Linked DNA regions of Bombyx mori: region 1 is linked to region 2. A link is a contact called in public Hi-C data. All regions are on one chromosome and are shown on one strand. Each heading gives the region's core, a stretch centred on a gene start, on an enhancer-like site or on the middle of the called end of the contact. The rest is flanking DNA. Distances are from core to core; before and after follow the strand shown. Region 1 overlaps LOC101739270 (interference hedgehog). Region 2 overlaps LOC101739270 (interference hedgehog).

The links. Hi-C and Micro-C count contacts between places; a contact is called where the count stands out from the background.
Region 1: a Hi-C map of whole pupa shows a contact between it and region 2, with 4 times the contacts expected there. The contact joins two enhancer-like sites. A contact is called at or near these places in 2 of 7 Hi-C or Micro-C datasets (both in whole pupa).

Annotation. Positions count from the first base shown.
Region 1 is chr18:11,896,865-11,900,915 of ASM3026992v2, forward strand. It overlaps LOC101739270 (interference hedgehog), which reads left to right. Exons shown (of 16, transcript XM_038017187.2): 12 at 158-314; 13 at 1,902-2,102; 14 at 2,628-2,826. Among protein-coding and RNA genes, the nearest start is that of LOC134200587, 14 kb to the left of the region's middle. Within about 2 kb of position 2,012, at least 2 of the 8 cell types and tissues checked have open chromatin away from gene starts, as enhancers often do.
Region 2 is chr18:11,854,275-11,858,256 of ASM3026992v2, forward strand. All of the region lies in intron 1 of LOC101739270 (interference hedgehog), which reads left to right. Among protein-coding and RNA genes, the nearest start is that of LOC101739270, 10 kb to the left of the region's middle. Within about 2 kb of position 2,072, at least 2 of the 8 cell types and tissues checked have open chromatin away from gene starts, as enhancers often do.

The sequences.
Region 1 (4,051 bases), core at 762-3,261, 43 kb after region 2:
AAAAATGATATTTTGGTGTATGTACCGTATATATATTCATATGCATGTGGTAAAAAGCGGTTATTTCAATATTACAAACAGGCACTCTAATTTTATTTATATGTATAGATTAACTTTAAGTACATACATAAATACACTACCGCAAATTCTTGACCAGATTTCGAATAGCAGCGGTGTACTCGAACCAAGACAACAATCAGGGTCGGAGCAGTACGCGTTTCTTCCTGCAGAGCGGCGAGTACAAAGGGCCCAGTGCACCTGTACTCACCAAAGTTGAAGCCACCTCGCCTCACAGCCTACAGTCAGATTGGACGGTACGAATACACCTTAATCTATACATTAATACGTGAAGCCAAAACCTTTGTACCCCTTTTATGAAAATTGCGCGGATGGAGGAGCATTAAACTTCCCACACTTACAGAGAATATAGAGAAGGAGTGCAGAATGTTAAAATTGTTTTTAATTATGCATTAATAATACATTAAATTAATTAAAAAAACATTACGCACACTACCATGTATATGACACACACACGCTTATACTCTTTGTGTATTGTCAAAGTTTTCTTATTGTTTATAGTCTGTGGTCAAATTGAGAATAGATTAATATAGTTTGTCTTTAATATTATTTGTTTATAGTGTAGTTTTTGCGAAATATGTGATTATAGAAGTTTAAAAGTCTGACAGTAATAAAGCCATAATAATGTACATACTTATAATTTCAATTAGGTAATTATAGTCGAATTTCCACTACTGTGGGACCACTAGTCTTACATAACGCGGCTAAAAAGATCACAAGACTTTGTGCTGAATTACACACAAAAAAATAAAAGTGCCTTCTCTAAACTCCACTCCAATTGCTCTACGTGTACCTGCGATATGGAAAAGCAGAGGACTGTAGGCAAACGCGTCTAAAAAGATCACAAGACTTTGTGCTGAATTACACACAAAAAAAAAGTGGTGTCTTCTTTAAACTCCACTCCAATAGCTCTACGTGTACCCGCGATATGTAAAGGCAAAGGACTCTAGGCGAACGCGCCTAAAGAGACCACAGGGCGATAAGAAAAGGCAAAATACTCTAGGCAAACGCGCCTAAAAAGATCACAAGACTTTATGCTGAATTACAAACAAATAAAAAAAAAATTCCAAATAGGAAACTAAAAATACATATTTATATTTTTTTCATAAATGTAATTGATTTTACGGTGATACGCGTTTTATTATAATAGTATACAATATATTCTCATTATATTTGTATAATTCTGACTACTTTAGTGTTTCGAAATATTTTAATATAGACGTACATACACGTATACATATAATATTTTATTTGAACAGCGTATTAAATCATAAGCTTTGATTGGACAGAAGTTTTATCACAACTACTTCTTCAACTAAATAGCACAGATTACATCGTCTTCACCTACGGTTGCTTGACGTCAACTCTTCTCGAGAAATACGATGGCCATGGATTAGTTAATCATGGAATCAGTAGGACTGTTATGTTATTTTTTGATTGCTCTCTAAAGAAATTCACGAATGGCTCCGTGTTTAATGGTTAATGGAGCTTACGGATGTCAAAACGAGAATTCTTCCACCAGATGCTTAGTGGGCTTTTATTTGCGTGGACGAGCTCACATCGCACCTGGTGTTAAGTGGTTAGTGGAGCCCATAGACATCTGAAAAGTAAATGCGCCACCCAACTTGAGATATAAGTTCTAAGGTCTCAGTATAGTCACTACGGCTGTCCCACCCTTCAAACCGAAACGCATTATTGCTTCACGGCAGAAACAGGTGGGGTGGTGGTACCTACCCGTGCGGACTCACAAGAGGTCCTACCACCAGTAAGTCACAAGAGGTCCTACCATCAGTAACCTCCACCTTGGGCTTACCTTGTTGTAGTGGTCTCGTGGTGATGGTGCGGAGACAGAAGGGTTCTATCTCTGTGTGCGTGCGGTGTCCTCTGCGGGAGCTTACGAGTGCGTGAGAGCTCCTGCATCAGCTCGTTCGTTAGAGCTGCACCACTTCTCACCCGATACTCAATATGAGTTGAAGCTCAGGGCGTACACATTACAGGCCCCTTCTGAATTCAGCGCTATTAAGGTCAGTTTGAAAATCAAGTCAGTTTTTTTTATTGCTTATATTGTTGGACGAGTTCACAGCCCACCTAGTGCTAAGTGGTTGTTGGAGCCCATGGACATCTACAACGTAAATGCGCCACACACCTTGAGATATAAGTTCTAAGATCTCAGTATAGTTACAACGGCTGCCCCGCCCTTCAGACCGAAACGCATTACGGCTTCACGGCAGAAATAGGCAGGGCGGTGGTACTTACCTGCGCGGACTCACAAGAGGTCCTACCACCAGTTTGAAAGTCATCAACGTTAGATTGTTCACGTATGTGATGGATGTGCCATCTGTAACAGCATCATCAATCAAGCACCAATCGACTGCTATCTGAATTTAAGTGAGCGGCAGATTGCTCTTTGTTATGACGAAATTTTAATTTTCAGATTTTTTACTGGCTTAAAATATTAAGACATTTCGCGCTACAAAAACCCCTGGTGTAGACAGTGCTATGAATCGAATGAATTAATGGAAGTGGTTTATAAAAATGAAATAATACAGGTGGCAAAGACCCAGAAGCTATCCAACGCGCCGACATCGACGAGTCCAGCGCCGGTGTCGGAGGCGGGCGCGACCGGTGCGGGGGGCGCGGGGGGCGCGGGCGTGGCGTTGGGCGCGGCGCTGGGCGCGGGCGGCGTGCTGGTCGCCGCGCTGTTCGCCGCGCTCATGTGTCGGCGAGCCAGGAGACTGCCTAAACACAGTGAGCATTCCACTTAATTTTTCAACACCTGCAAAAAAAATAGCCGAAGAAAATGGCCTTGTTTAAACTGGGAACTTGGAAACAGCTGTATCATCAGCAATGGTAAGCAATTGGCTTAAGGAGAACTGTACTCCTCCGACGTCAATCAAAATATCCTCAACCACCAGTCACCGTCCTCGTCGATTACGACGAAGACTTCGACGACCCACAGACACAGCCCACTGAGTTTCTCGCCGGATCTTCTCAGTGGGTCGCGATTCCGAGCCGATGGTAGAATTTTCGAAGCGCTGCTCTTCCTAGGGCTAGTATTAGTAAATTCTCTCAGGTTTAACCCGTGAACTCACCTACCCTTCCGCGCGAAGACAGAGGAAAATCTAAATATCTAAATGTATCGATATCAATAAATGTCTGGATCTGGGAGGAAGGGCGGTTATATGAGGCAGCGCAGTGAAAGCCGGCATGTTGGAGATTGCACTACTCGCCAATTAACAGTCTATTGTCAAGAATAGTAATTAAATCGAATCGTTTTTCACAAAACACTTGCAGCAACGAATTTCTAAGAAAACTCATTAAGTCGATTTCTCATTAAAACCCAGCTCAGACAACAAACGTTAGATGTGATTTGTATCGGTAAATAATCTATAAGTGAGCTATTTATATTATTAGAAAGGAATAGTATACCAATTACGTTCAATTAAAATGGTTACGCCCACGAACACGAATTCAGAGTAGAACTAATCACCGAAGTAAGGTTCGACTTTCAAAATGAACCGCGTATATCTATCTATACTATCTATCCACGTATCTATACTAATATTATAAAGAGGAAAGATTTATTTGTTTGTTTGTATTGAATAGGCCCCGAAACTACTGAACCGATTTGAAAAATTCTTTCACTGTTTGGAAGCTAAACTATTCCCGAGTGACATAGGGTATAATCTTTTTTAAAAAAAAAAGGGATTCGTACTAAAATTCCAATAGTGTAATCCAAGGTGTAAAAAAATTACCTAAAATATTCTTTACATCGCGTGCCCTGCGAAAACTATTCATGATTTCTAAAATATTTCTTTTGAAATTGATTTCTTAAAATAATATACTACAAATTTGTAGAACACATTATTATTTACAAAAAGTGTCGCGACAGCATATGTTTAACATAGTTATGCCGCAATAAGTGTTTTTTTATTAAAAAAAAATAAAACAACGTCAAATATCGTTGAAATTT
Region 2 (3,982 bases), core at 822-3,321:
AAATGAAGAAAACTAAAGTGCTTTTGTAACATAAAAAAAAACATATTTTTACCATATGCGTTTGATATACCGTACTTAAGAAGGTGTAAGTATAGGGTATATCAAAAACTTTAAAAAAAGAATATATGCGTCAGTTCCGGCTAATCTCCGAAACGGCTGGATTGATTATCACAGGGCTTTCACTAGCAGATAGCTAATATTATAAGAAGTAACTTATGCTACGTTCCTTTTCGAAAAAGAAGGTTTTCGCGCCAAAAAATTAAAAACCCATGAAATTGTGAACAAAAGTCATGATCACCGGGTGGGTGTAGCTAGTTCATGATAAAGTAAATTGCCTATATGCAGCTATAGTGCAGCAATAATCGAAAGCAATTTCACAGATCGATAATTTAGAATTAAGATTCATAAATTGTATTTGTTAAAAAGTTCAATATTCAATTTTAAAAAAGCGTATTACCATTCCCGCTGAAATGATTTTGTTAAATGAAAACTGCAACCATTTATTGTGTATGGCCCGTCAGTATCTGTTGTACCCTTTTCAATTTCTATACTTTTACCTGGAGCTTTTCTTGAAGGAACCTGAAACGTGTAGTCCAACTAAAACTTCTGGGAAAAATACCATAATACATTAATTTAAAACACAAATCACCCCAACGGTTCTGAACTATATTTCATATCAGCCATTCTGTATCGCCTCGACTAAATTTGTGTGATCCATAAATCGATTGTCGAAAAGCAGCACTTTGTTGTGTAATTAGATCTCATGTCATTGATATGCGTTTACCCCTTGTGAGACCACACATGGTTCAGTTCCGGACACGCTTATTTCCAAACTTCTATAAAGTTTGAGCACTTTTTTTAAATTAATATAGCATGGCTGTTCCCAAATTTGAGCCTTTAAAGCTTTACTCTGCAGAAATTAGTTTCGGCCAGACTTTAATCTTTCATTATTTGGCCGATTTTGGTTTAATTATATAAGGTATTTTATATGATGTTAATTATAGCAACGCCATCGAGGCTTACAGTGAAAGCTCCGCCCTTGCTTGCCGGAAGCCAACTAGTTTATTTCCAGTTATCAACAAATTATAGCCCAAGACTTTTTGGGATATTCTGTATAAAAGTTCTAAATGAGATACAAAATTTCTCTTACGCATTTGTAGAATTCTCCACATCGTAACGTTTACAGTTCAATAAATACCTGTTTGCTGTAGTTGATAAGTGTTCAAGACCATGTTTGAGAATCTAACGGTAATAGTGGTTCTTCAAGCTTCATGTAATTTATTTTCCTATCGATTAATACGCACTTTTCTGCGTTAGTTAAAGTAGAAGGTATTTCATGTTCTACTTTGATTCTCGGTAAATATGGATGTTATTGTTGATGTAACATACTTTTAAAATGTTACTTAAATGAAACCCGGTCAGGTTTTGCTTTTGCTAAATGGACATATGTAAAGCATCATTTGTTAAGATCATTTTCAACCTGTTGTATACCATAAGATAATTGCAATGGCAAAAACTTTTCTTAAGTGGTAACAGTAACTGTATGAAGGCGTATCTCATTCATATAACAACAAAAATCAATATACGTGTTAAAACCGGCCACATTTTATGGTAAAATTTAATAATTGTCTCAAAATATTATCGAGGGACTTAAGCTACATATCGCTTAAGACGCGACATTTATCTTTGTAATTAAATATTTTATTTGGTATCAGCATAAACAGTTCGATGCTTTTAATTTAACTTCAACTAAGCTTACTCCGTTGAAATAGCAGAAGAAGTTTTTTTGTTATGGTATTTTCTCCAAATTTTAAACTTCAAATGGCTCTCCAGTAATATTGCAAAAATGATGCTTAAACCAAACGGCTTTCCACCCCTCGTTATAGGTATAGAATATACCCCTGATGCTATTTAAGTCGACGTTTGAACTTGTCTACTTATAAATTAAAAGCTTCTTAGACTACTAAGATAATCTAGCTACTTATGTAGCCGGTGTATTTCATTCATACTAGAGTTCAAATATTCTTTTTAATGTTAAAAGTTATCTGAAGACGCATTTTCATTGAACCGCTGCCCTCTGATGTCATACACGAATTTGTACTAGGCATTATCATTTTGTAATCAGCACCGACTATCTATGTAATATAAAGAGCATTACAATTATTATGTATTATATATGTACAGTTTATTCTGTGAAATGTTGTCTTTCGACTTTCTTATTGGTCTTATGTGTCTTAGTGTTTTTACTGTTGTTTAGGGTTTGTTTCTTCTGTTTTTATTTTTTATTATGAATACTTAGTAGATGTGACCAGGCCTAGGGCCGACGTTTCCTGACTATTCTGGGGCAAAGTGAAAATTGACACTCTGTTACATAAATTAAATATATTCATCTAATACATGTTTTGAAGTCGTCGTGGCCTAACGGATAAGACGTCCGGTGCATTCGTGTTGAGCGATGCACCGATGTTCGAATCTCAGGCGGGTACCAATTTTTCTAATGAAATACGACTCAACAAATGTTCACGATTGACTTCCACGGTGAAGGAATAACATGGTGTAATAAAAATAAAACCCGCAATATTATAATTTGCGTAATTACTGGTGGTAGGACCTCTTGTGAGTCCGCGCGGGTGGGTACCACCGCCCTGCCTATTTCTGCCGTGAAACAGTAATGCGTTTCGGTTTGAAGGGTGGGGCAGCCGTTGTAACTATACTGAGACCTTAGAACTTATATCTCAAGGTGGGTGGCGCATTTACGTTGTGGATATCTATGGGCTCCAGTAACCACTTAACACCAGGTGGGCTGTGAGCTCGTCCAACCATCTAAGCAATAAAAAAAAGAAAATGTCCAGATGTCTTACCTTTCATACGCGCCCTTACCATACGTGAGTTGTTTAAATTGAAGCACATATGTATACTCGTATATTATATACAACTATACTATACTACTAACTAACTATACTACATACAAGTACTTATTGTAGAACTTAATATTATTACCTTTTTTATTACGAAATTATAAGTCAAATAAAAAAAAGTAAGTTGTCAAACAAAATCTTTTTAGACGAGAGTAACGGATAATACCATTAAGATACGCAATATTTGAATAATGCTTTGAAAACGATCACCACATTTTGAAGTCCTTGACAATTTCGTCGCCCTAGACACCCACCCTAGTACCCTTAGTGCAAGCCGGAACCTTTAGACCGGAATGCGTGTCTGTGTCACGGCAGAAATAACGTCGTATTACGCCATTACTAAGATATACCAAAGTGCTCTATAGTACACCAATAAGGGTAAAGCCGGGAGGCTTTATAGAAATCAACTAAGATATTTGCTTGGGGCCTTTACAGGGCGCCTTGGGATTGTGGACTACCTATGTAATATAAACTTGATTGATGACACAACAAACATATTGTATTCAGAGGCAGATTGTATATGTGAACTGTGCATCACATATTTTGGAGGAGTTAATATCTTAGGCTATGGTTACTATGTATGGCAGTAGGATAATATGTTTTGGCCTCCAAATTTTATCACAAGATTCATGTGGACAGTGTTTGGAGATGAGGAATAAATGGCGGTGGCATGGGAATAAAGATCTCAAGAATCGAAGCGTCTGTTGGTTGCCTGCCCAGGCCTTAAGAGACACTAAATAATACTCACTACTAATATGGACGGACGATGGAGAAGTTGCAATGAGATTTGGTCATATATTCAAGAGTTTCTCACGGTTTTGTATTTCTCACACAGTTTAATTTACAGTGAAGTACGCGTCCAATGAAATAGCACAATATATTTCTTACCCGTCTGATATTTAAGAACGGAACGAAAGCATATAATTTTTATACTCGCGAGGCGTGTGGCATGCGGGCCTTTTACAATTGTTTTACGTTCCGTCTTTTTTTGTTTTTCGTTTTTTATTATTATTAAAAACTGCCTTTTTATAACCTCGTTCATAAACTCGATTCTTCTTGTGTGT